Linked DNA regions of Triticum aestivum: regions 1 and 2 are each linked to region 3. The links are chromatin contacts, called in public Hi-C maps. All regions are on one chromosome and are shown on one strand. The core of a region is the stretch at or near the end of the contact, and the rest is flanking DNA. Distances in the headings are between cores, read along the strand shown.

What was found. A called contact is a pair of places that touch in the nucleus more often than the background predicts.
Region 1: a contact with region 3 is called in a Hi-C map of leaf, with 2.8 times the contacts expected there. The contact joins two enhancer-like sites. A contact is called at or near these places in 2 of 5 Hi-C or Micro-C datasets (both in leaf).
Region 2: a contact with region 3 is called in a Hi-C map of leaf, with 6 times the contacts expected there. The contact joins two enhancer-like sites. A contact is called at or near these places in 1 of 5 Hi-C or Micro-C datasets (leaf) and 1 of 1 datasets of contacts at active chromatin or transcription factors (leaf).

What each region holds. Positions count from the first base shown.
Region 1 is chr4B:34,258,635-34,261,644 of IWGSC CS RefSeq v2.1, forward strand. It overlaps LOC123090826 (outer envelope protein 64, chloroplastic), which reads right to left. Exons shown (of 14, transcript XM_044512169.1): 12 at 2,936-3,005; 13 at 2,774-2,852; 14 at 2,413-2,682. The coding sequence ends at 2,676. Among protein-coding and RNA genes, the nearest start is that of LOC123090826, 13 kb to the right of the region's middle. Within about 2 kb of position 1,342, at least 6 of the 8 cell types and tissues checked have an H3K27ac peak or open chromatin away from gene starts, as enhancers often do. A contact at or near this core is called in leaf, where this site is marked.
Region 2 is chr4B:33,876,875-33,879,676 of IWGSC CS RefSeq v2.1, forward strand. No RefSeq gene overlaps it. Among protein-coding and RNA genes, the nearest start is that of LOC123090825, 260 kb to the left of the region's middle. Within about 2 kb of position 1,402, at least 7 of the 8 cell types and tissues checked have an H3K27ac peak or open chromatin away from gene starts, as enhancers often do. A contact at or near this core is called in leaf, where this site is marked.
Region 3 is chr4B:34,025,740-34,028,609 of IWGSC CS RefSeq v2.1, forward strand. No RefSeq gene overlaps it. Among protein-coding and RNA genes, the nearest start is that of LOC123090826, 250 kb to the right of the region's middle. Within about 2 kb of position 1,517, at least 5 of the 8 cell types and tissues checked have an H3K27ac peak or open chromatin away from gene starts, as enhancers often do. A contact at or near this core is called in leaf, where this site is marked.

The DNA.
Region 1 (3,010 bases), core at 92-2,591, 230 kb after region 3:
ATGGAAAATTCAAGGGTCGTGGGAAGGATGCCACTTGCATTCTTGAGGCAGTTGCTGATTATGAAACATGGATTTGGCATGCATATTTTGGTATGCCCGGTTCTTGCAACGACATTAACGTGCTCGACCGGTCACCTCTCTTTGCCAACTTAGCAAATGGAGAAGCACCACCGGTGACCTTCGAAGCAAATGGCCGCACCTACAACTATGGGTACTATCTTGCAGATGGGATCTACCCGAGGTGGAGTACATTCGTCAAGCCGGTTGCAAAATCTGAAGGTAAGAAAGAACCTGTCTTTCATAATGCACAAGCGGCGGCTAGAAAAGATGTTGAGAGGGCATTTGGGATTTTGCAATCCCAATTTGCTATTGTGCGAGGACCATCTAGATTTCGGGATCAAAAGATCCTTTGGTACATCATGACCGCTTGCGTGATCATGCATAACATAATCATTGAGAACGAGCATGGAAAACATTTACATTGCAACTTCTATCACTTGATGGGCATTCCTATTAACCCCATGCGAAAAGAACAGCGCATCAAACGTTTCATGAAGGTGTACAGCGAGATTAGAGACAGCGATGTGCATGACCAACTCCAGAAAGATTTGATGGAAGAGCATTGGAAATGGCATGGCGAAAGATCCGCATAGATTTATTATTTGTTTGTTCAAAACTATGTTGTATTGTGCAAAACTATGTTATATTTGTGTTGCATTGCATCTCCTGGATCTGAAGAACTATGCAATAATTTGATATTGTGGATATGATTTTTTTTATGTTATTTTCAAATATCTGCGGCTGGACAGCGGATGAACAGCAGCCGGGCGGCTGTTGGCCGGTTTTGGACCATGCATTTGGACCATCTATTGGAGTTGCTTTTTTGGACCATGAATTTGGACCATCTGTTGGAGTTGGCCTTTTTCGAAGCTCCAAAACGTATTTTTTGACGGTCCAAAATTTACATCTCCGGTTTTGGACCGTCAAAATTTGGATCATCTTTTGGAGATGCTTTTAGAGAGTCTGCTGGTTCCTTGAAAAGAAAATATATATTGGTAGGGCAGGGTCTCGTTCAAGGTTGTTGCACGTACCGGGATTTTATGCAGTACTAGTTCCTTGAAAACGGGCGGATGGGGGCTAAATTCGTAGGTTCATCAGTCTCGCATGATCGCCACGAGTCGCTGGGCGGTCCGCGGCAGCGGCGCGTACGTGGTCACGCCCTACTCATTCTCTCCCCGTCTCGTAACCTCTCGGCGGCTCCGATAAGGTCTGAACTGTGTTGTGGTCACGGCGCAGTTCTGTTCACGCATGGTCCCGATCATGAGCATGAGCATCAATCGGCCGAACAGATAAAAAAAGGGTAGCGCGTCGGGAAAAGGGCCGTACCTAACCACCACACATGCCGCCCCCATGGGCCCTACGCGATCGATCATGCCGTTCGTTCGTTCGCTCGCTCGTTCTTTGATCCGACCGAGGCCGAAACGCGCGAGGGAAAGCGTGCGTGCGCGCCGTAACTTTGCGGCTCCGGCGCCTCTCTCTCTACTTTTTTCTATCCCTGACTGACTGACTGAATGACCCGCTCGTGCAAGGGGCGATGGAAAAGGAGAGCTCTTCCCCTCCGTGGATAGATGCAGTTGGGGATGCTTTTCTTTTTGTAACGTCCTCCAGTGATAACATCTTTTCTCTTCCGGAAAGAAGCAAGTTGGAGATAGCTTTGGCGCCGGCGCCGGCGCCGCACCTTGCCGCGTGTGTCCGTACCAGTCGAAGCACAAGATCAAGCTGTCCTCTTTACCGTTTATTATTGCTACTCGGAGCGTGTGTGAACTGGTATCGATATTGGTTGGCCTGATACGATCATTCCTTAACCGGTGACGGCACCTGAATGGCTGGGAATCATCATGCACTGAGACATCTGGGGGCAGACACCTAAGATGCCAGCTTTCCTTTCCCTGCCAGGTCACTTGATTGCTATTCTGTAACAAACGAGTCAATGACCTAAGGCTCACCTCCTGTACTTGATACAAAAATGACCCAACAGACTAAGCCCAACTTCGCCAGTGAACGCGACGCCCAATTATTAGAACAGGAATTCGCCTCAGACCCACTTGCATAGTTGCATCTTGCATGTCCATGCACAATAAGGTCCGGCGGTGAGCAATCCACACCATCATATTAGGCACACATCACTGACGCAGACGCCTTCCAATACATGAAAATTCAGTGAGAGGGACAACCAAACAACCAAACCTAAAGGGAAGGTTGAAATGTCGTCTAAATTCAGTGAGGGCAACATGTAAGCAAAAAGGGTTGTTGCCCAACAGCCTCGGTGAGACTTCACCTGAAGCTGCCGTTTCCCCTGAAAGCCGCATCAGAATAGCAAAAGGATGCATGCGGCATTGCGGAGCACTTTACTGGCAAAATCAAGCTGTTTCAACAAATAATTGTCAAAATCGATATTATACATGACGGGAGCGCATTGGTAGATCACATCTGAGGGGACATTGCTGCTATGATCGACTCTCCAAACCTATGCTTTTTTTACTTTGCTTTATCAAAACTTGGGGGAGAACATGCAAAATGACTCCACGAATGACAACCCCGTTGCCACCAGCAATGACGATTCAATACCCTTGCGAAGCGCAAAGAGCATATGCCGCATCACAGATCCATGGCGCTCAGGCACTTCCATTCCATCCCCAAGACACAGTTGTTTGTGCACAAAATCAGCAGCCATATTTTCAGAAAGAAATAATTCCATGGGCTTGGCACTTACGGGAATAGCTTCTTTAATCTATTAATAGCTACACCAGCCGTCTTGTTCATTGGCTCTAGAACAAGGGCATGGCTAAAATCTGCAAGACACAGTCGACAAGTAAACAATTAGTTTTAAATCCAGATAACTTGAGTATCAAGCAAAGGGAAATGAAAGACAGACCATCGACAGCCTCCTTATAGTATCCAAGCATCTCTCTTGCCGTGCCTCTTCGCAAGTAAGCTTTGACAATCTGAA
Region 2 (2,802 bases), core at 152-2,651, 150 kb before region 3:
GCAACACTTTTGGTTGGTGGGTGTTCAAAACGGCTCCGGGCAGCATATGCTCCGGGATGAAAATAGGAGTAATATTTTTTACGAATGTCAGGAAAATAAGGGAAAAAATAGATGTATGTATTTAGCTATTTTTGGGTGTCTGTAAATTTTCATGGGAAAGCACAAGTATCATGACCCGTCCGGAAAAAAACAACTTTAGTGCGAAACTAGCATATAAGCGTTTTGCAAAAAGAAAAAAAACTAGCACACATGTATTCATAAAAAAGAATCATATTTTTTTCAAAATCCAAACTGTTTTTTCTTACAGTTTTACTGTTTATATCCGAGAGCCAAAGGCGTCGTCCCCACTTTTGATGCCTTTTTTCCTCTTCCGTGTTTCTATTCCTGTTTCCTTTGAGAGCCAGAGTGCTTTAGCTTTTGCACCATCCTCGTCCCATCTTCGTACTGGCAAAGGCCAGGCCACCGTCCGTATTCGATGAAAAGCGAAAGACGCTATACGAAAGTACGCACTCGTATTGAGGGGTAAAACTCGTCCCCGCGCCAGGGTAAAGTTCCAGGAATAATTACTGAGGCAGTAAACAATGCATGCATGCATCCCTTCTTGATTCGGATAAGTGAGCCTGTGAATTTGGCAGAAGATAAAAAGGAAATGTACATCCGAGGCTCGAATGATTTTTCTCATCTAGCGTGATAATGTTCCAGTACTCAGTGCAGAGATAACTAGGTGTCATGGCGTCTCTGTCTGAATAGCACTAGTGCACAGTGAAACCTTTCCCCCTTCGGTGTGTTTTGCGCTACGTAGCACTGCCGAGAGCCAAGCAATCTCTGTTTTGACAGCACCAGAGGATGGCAAGTGATGTCCTGTCCGGTCGGGTCGGAGTTAGTGCTGGTCGCGCACACAGCTAGCTAGCCCTAGGCGCTGCCAGTGGTAGCAACTCGACGGTGAGCGTGAGGTCGCGTCAGCTTTATGGCGAGACGGCTGAAGGAACTCGCGCGGTAAAAAAATCAACACAGCGTGCGTGCGTGCACCATCAGCCGTGCGGATAACGATCAGAGATCGCAATCGTCGTCCCTGGCCAGCAGGTCACCTTGGGAGCGGCATCAGATTACTCCGGGCGTTCGACCTTCGTTTGGGTGGGTGTGATCTGTGATGTGACGCAATTGCATGCCATGGCATATTGGCATGGCACGCGCGCACGATGCAATGGCAGAGTGCAGATCCGCCGCGCGGCACGGGTCACGCGCTGGCTGGGCGCGGCCGGTGCCGGGCCCCGGCACGTCCGCCCACGCCGTGCCGGCCGGCCGGCTGAGAACGGCCAGCCGAGACGCCACGGTGCCCCGTGCCCCACCGTGCGTGCCGTCTCTCTCTGTCCACACCGGTCGCGATCTCATCTCCTCTGGCTGGCTGCCCGCGTCCATACATCTCACGATGCGCACTGGCTAGACATGTCGACATGCTGTAGCTGCCTGCTGCGCTGTGCCTCTGGCAGCAAGGATTATTACTAGCCGGATCTGAAGCCGGCCTAGCTAGGACGATAACAGATGGAGTTATACTATGATATCATCTGACCAAGCAAGCTTAGGCCGTGAGTGAGCTGTGTGCTGTGGTTGTTGCGAGAGATAAGATGAGAGGCCGGCCAGGCCGGGCCAGCCGGAGCCGGCGGTGGACAGTTCCATGTGCCCGGCAGGCAGGCAGCCAGCTCTGCTCCGAAAAAAAAGATCTTATGTGCGTGTTGCGTGGCAAATTGAAACCCTAGGTCACGGCGCTATCGCGACTCCTCACTCCTCCAGTAGCTCAGATTTTTCACCGTGCGTAGTGTAAGTAGTGTCACATACTAGCGGTAGTGGTGCGATGCGAACCGTGCGAGACGTCCGCATCGACGTTGACATCGTAAAAGCAAGCCTAGCTAGTATAGCTCGTACGACAGGAGAAGACGGCGAACACGTAAAGCGTCTCGGATCGTAAGTAAGCGTGCATTGCATGTGGACAAGATACGATCCTGGGGATTACTCTAGCTGGTGAAGTGATGCAAACGGAAAGGTGAGAGTTAATTAAGGCACATCTAAACCGAACTGGTGTAGTACGCACTGTACGTACGGACCGGTACATTAACTATGGTTGGTTTCCGTCGGCCGCCGGAGGCGTGTCGCGCGTGCATGCTTAATTCTATCTCATCTGTTCTGATTTATTGGCCCCTTCGTAATTCGAGTCAAAAATCGATCATATATTTATCTAGCAAAATGTAACGTATATCTCACAAAAATTATATTGTTAAATTTGTATTCGAAAGAGTTTTCCTATGATACTACTAGTTCTTTTTTTGTGGCATATATAGTTTATATTTTCTTTGCTAAAATATATAGTCAAAGTTTACCCCGCAATATGAAAGAGACTGATAAACCCAAACGAAGAAAGTAAGTAGCAAGTGATTGGTCGCAGACCGGGCGTAACGGAGCGAGGGAGAGAAACGTCATGGTCCGCAAGGTAAGCTAAGCCGAATTGGATTGCTGGGCTGTCGCCGTCCGGCTGCTTGCCTAGCTTACCTAGGTCGTTGAACTGAATGCTACAAGAGCGAGCCGAGACTGTGGAGGCTGTGAGAGGTTCGCCTCACAAGTCACTGTGACTTCCCACTGTTTGCTTTCACGAAAGAAACGAAACGAAAGCGCGCGCTACCTGTGTGTGACATGTTACGTTCCAATTGGTCGTTTGGTTCGTGCTCAACTCAAATCAGAGTGACAAGCGGCACAAGAAAGACATGACGCGGCAGTATGGAATCTCACTGTAATTAAGATTTGAGAGAG
Region 3 (2,870 bases), core at 267-2,766:
GGAGCTGGCCCTTACGCTGCTCTCCCTCATTCCGCGCCGCGGACGGAAGAGCCACCTCGTCAATGAAGCACTGACAAAAAACACCTGGATCTCGGACATCCATGGCACGCTCTGCTCCGTGGCCATCGTCGAGTACATCGAGCTATGGCAACAGCTTCAGGGCATCTCCTTATCAACCAACCCCGACAAGCTATCTTGGAAATGGACTTCTAATGGAATCTACACGGCGAGCTCCTGCTACCACGCACTCTTCCACGGCTCCACCACTGCACCCTTCTGGCGACTCATCTGGAGGACCTGGGCGCCCTCAAATGCCAAAATCTTCCTATGGCTTGCTGCCCTTAATAGCTGCTGGACAGCGGAACGGCGCGCGAGACATGGGCTACCCCACGGCCCCGACTGCAAGCTCTGTAACCAAGCGGACGAGACCATCGATCACTTGCTTGTTGGATGCGTGCTAGTGCGCATATCCTGGCACGAGGTGCTTGCCTAGTGCCGGCTGCCCATTGCACCACCGGACGGAACCACCGGCTTCTTCGGTTGATGGGAGACCGTGGCTACCACCACTCCGACATGTCTGCAAAAAGGCGTCAACTCACTGATCATCCTCACGGCATGGAGTACTTGGAAGCATCGAAATGTTGTCATCTTCGACGGAGAAACTCCATCCCATACCCATCTCACGGCGACCATTCAGCAGGAGGCTGTGAACTGGGCCAAGGCCGGCGCAAAAGGGCTAGACCGAATTTTGCATGTAACCTGACCTTTCACCACGAGGCTGAGCAACCTTTCCTTCTGCTCACTTGCTCTCTTGATGCCGCCAGCTAGTTGTGTACGGCCGCAAGAGCAGCACACTTGTATGTAAACTCTCTTCTACCTATCAATGGAATGATACGCAATCTTTGCGTATTCGCAAAAAAAAAGTGTATAGGTTGGTTCGCAAATCTAATGCCATAAAAATCGTTGCTCGTAAGTCAAATAACATGGTACACATACACCACGGCCCATTACATGTCACATTCACTTAACCTTGGACCATACGGCCAGTCCTGGTTTGCACGGATGTTAGATACATCCATTTCTAAGACAAGTAATTTCGAACGGAGGGAGTACGCTCGTACCGTGTGTGATCCATCAATGAAGAGAAAGTTGAGCAGCTCGTTCGTTCCGTCCGTCCGGCGTGAGTTAGTAACGGCCGTGGTCGCAGTTCGGTGGTCACGCTCTCTGTTCATCTCAACTGTGGTCACGCTCTGTTCATCTCAACTGTGGTCACGACTCACGACGCGGTTCCGTTGCGGTCCCAACATGGGCGCCCACCATGAGCGGGCGAGGCGCCGGTGCATCTTGCCCGGTGGTGGTTCAGGCCGAATCTCAGCCGGTCGGGATGCGTGCGTCGCCGGCGGCGCCGCCAACGCCGCACTTGTCCGACCAGCGCCAGCTCTTTTCCTTTTCTTATCCCTGACCCGCTCCGCTCGTGCAAGTGGGGATGACGTGGTCCCGTTCGACTCATCACCCTACACATGCTCTGCTGCAGCGCCCCTTGGGCGGCAACCGCTAGTGGAGGACAGGTCAAAGGCCAGCTGAAGATGCTCCTTTTCCGCTTCCAAAAAATGATGAGGAGACGCACTAGGCGCACGGCCGACCGGTGCACGCGTGCAACGTCGCCGTCGCACGGGCCGGGCGCCGGCGGCGCTGTGGCCGGTCCAAGGCCCGCGGCCAGCTGCTCTCTGTGGGCCATTTCTTTATTGTTACCCACCTGAATATTATCGCACACTTGCCTCTACCAAAGGCCATGCAACTAGCGCTCCCGTACGTTTTTTCATCCCAAAAGCCTCGGCCTAACTTCGGCAACCGACTGATCGATCACCCGTTCATCGCTTGCACGTCCTAGGAGAGGACTAGTAGTGTGGTGCAACAACAAAAATCAGTGACGGGAACACGTGAACAGCCCAAAGCAGGTGAGCGCAGCCGGGCCGATTCTGCGTCAGCACGTACCGGCCTGCCTAACAGCTCAGCCCAACGCGGGCAGGAGCGCCAGCATCGCCCGCCGGATGTCGTGAGGAATTAATGGCGTTATCGAGGCGGCGACGGAGTTTCAACGTTGGCGACGGAAGGTGTTGAATTTGGACACGGGTACTCGATCTGCCGGCGAGCAGTCATCAGGTGAGTGGTCACCGGTTGTTGGGCAATTCGGTCTGCCGTTTCACTCCGATGCTGAATTTTCATCACGAAATGCAACCAACAACTCGTCACTTTTACTGCTGTCAGTAGATCGTCGACTTGACCCCATCTGTAATGCAGCGCCGATCGAGGGCCACATCTGGAGATCCTAGCAGCAAAACACCCGCCACTTGCATGTGGTCCGTCCGATTCACCGCAGGCAGGTGTGCAAACAGAGAGAGTACTCTACGTGGTTTGACAGAGAACTCAAGGAATCCATTGCACACTGCTTACTATAATTGCTACCACTGCTTGCCCTGCGGCAATCTGAGCCCAGCCAGGCACAGTAGCTATTCAAAGGGATTGAGATTCCCTGATCGATCGGTCGGCCTGGCCACCTCTCTATCTCTTGGGATGCTTAATAAACTAAGCAGGCGCGATTAGCTGGTGCTTGGGATAAAAACTTGTTTAACCGAGCCTAAAGGTGATGGCTTGTCCGGGCGTCCTTGTCCGCCGCGGCCCTGCTGCACTGCACTGCATGGGGTCGCCGCTCTGCTCTGCTCTGCTCCGCTGGGGACTACTTACTGTGTCCAGCGGCGGTGTTCAGTGGTCACACTCGCGGATGTCTCGGTCGAAGCACTTTTCCTGCATCTGTTTCTGGTAACACTGCAGCAGGATTGTTTTGCCGCGATCCCCGGTCCGTTCCCGCG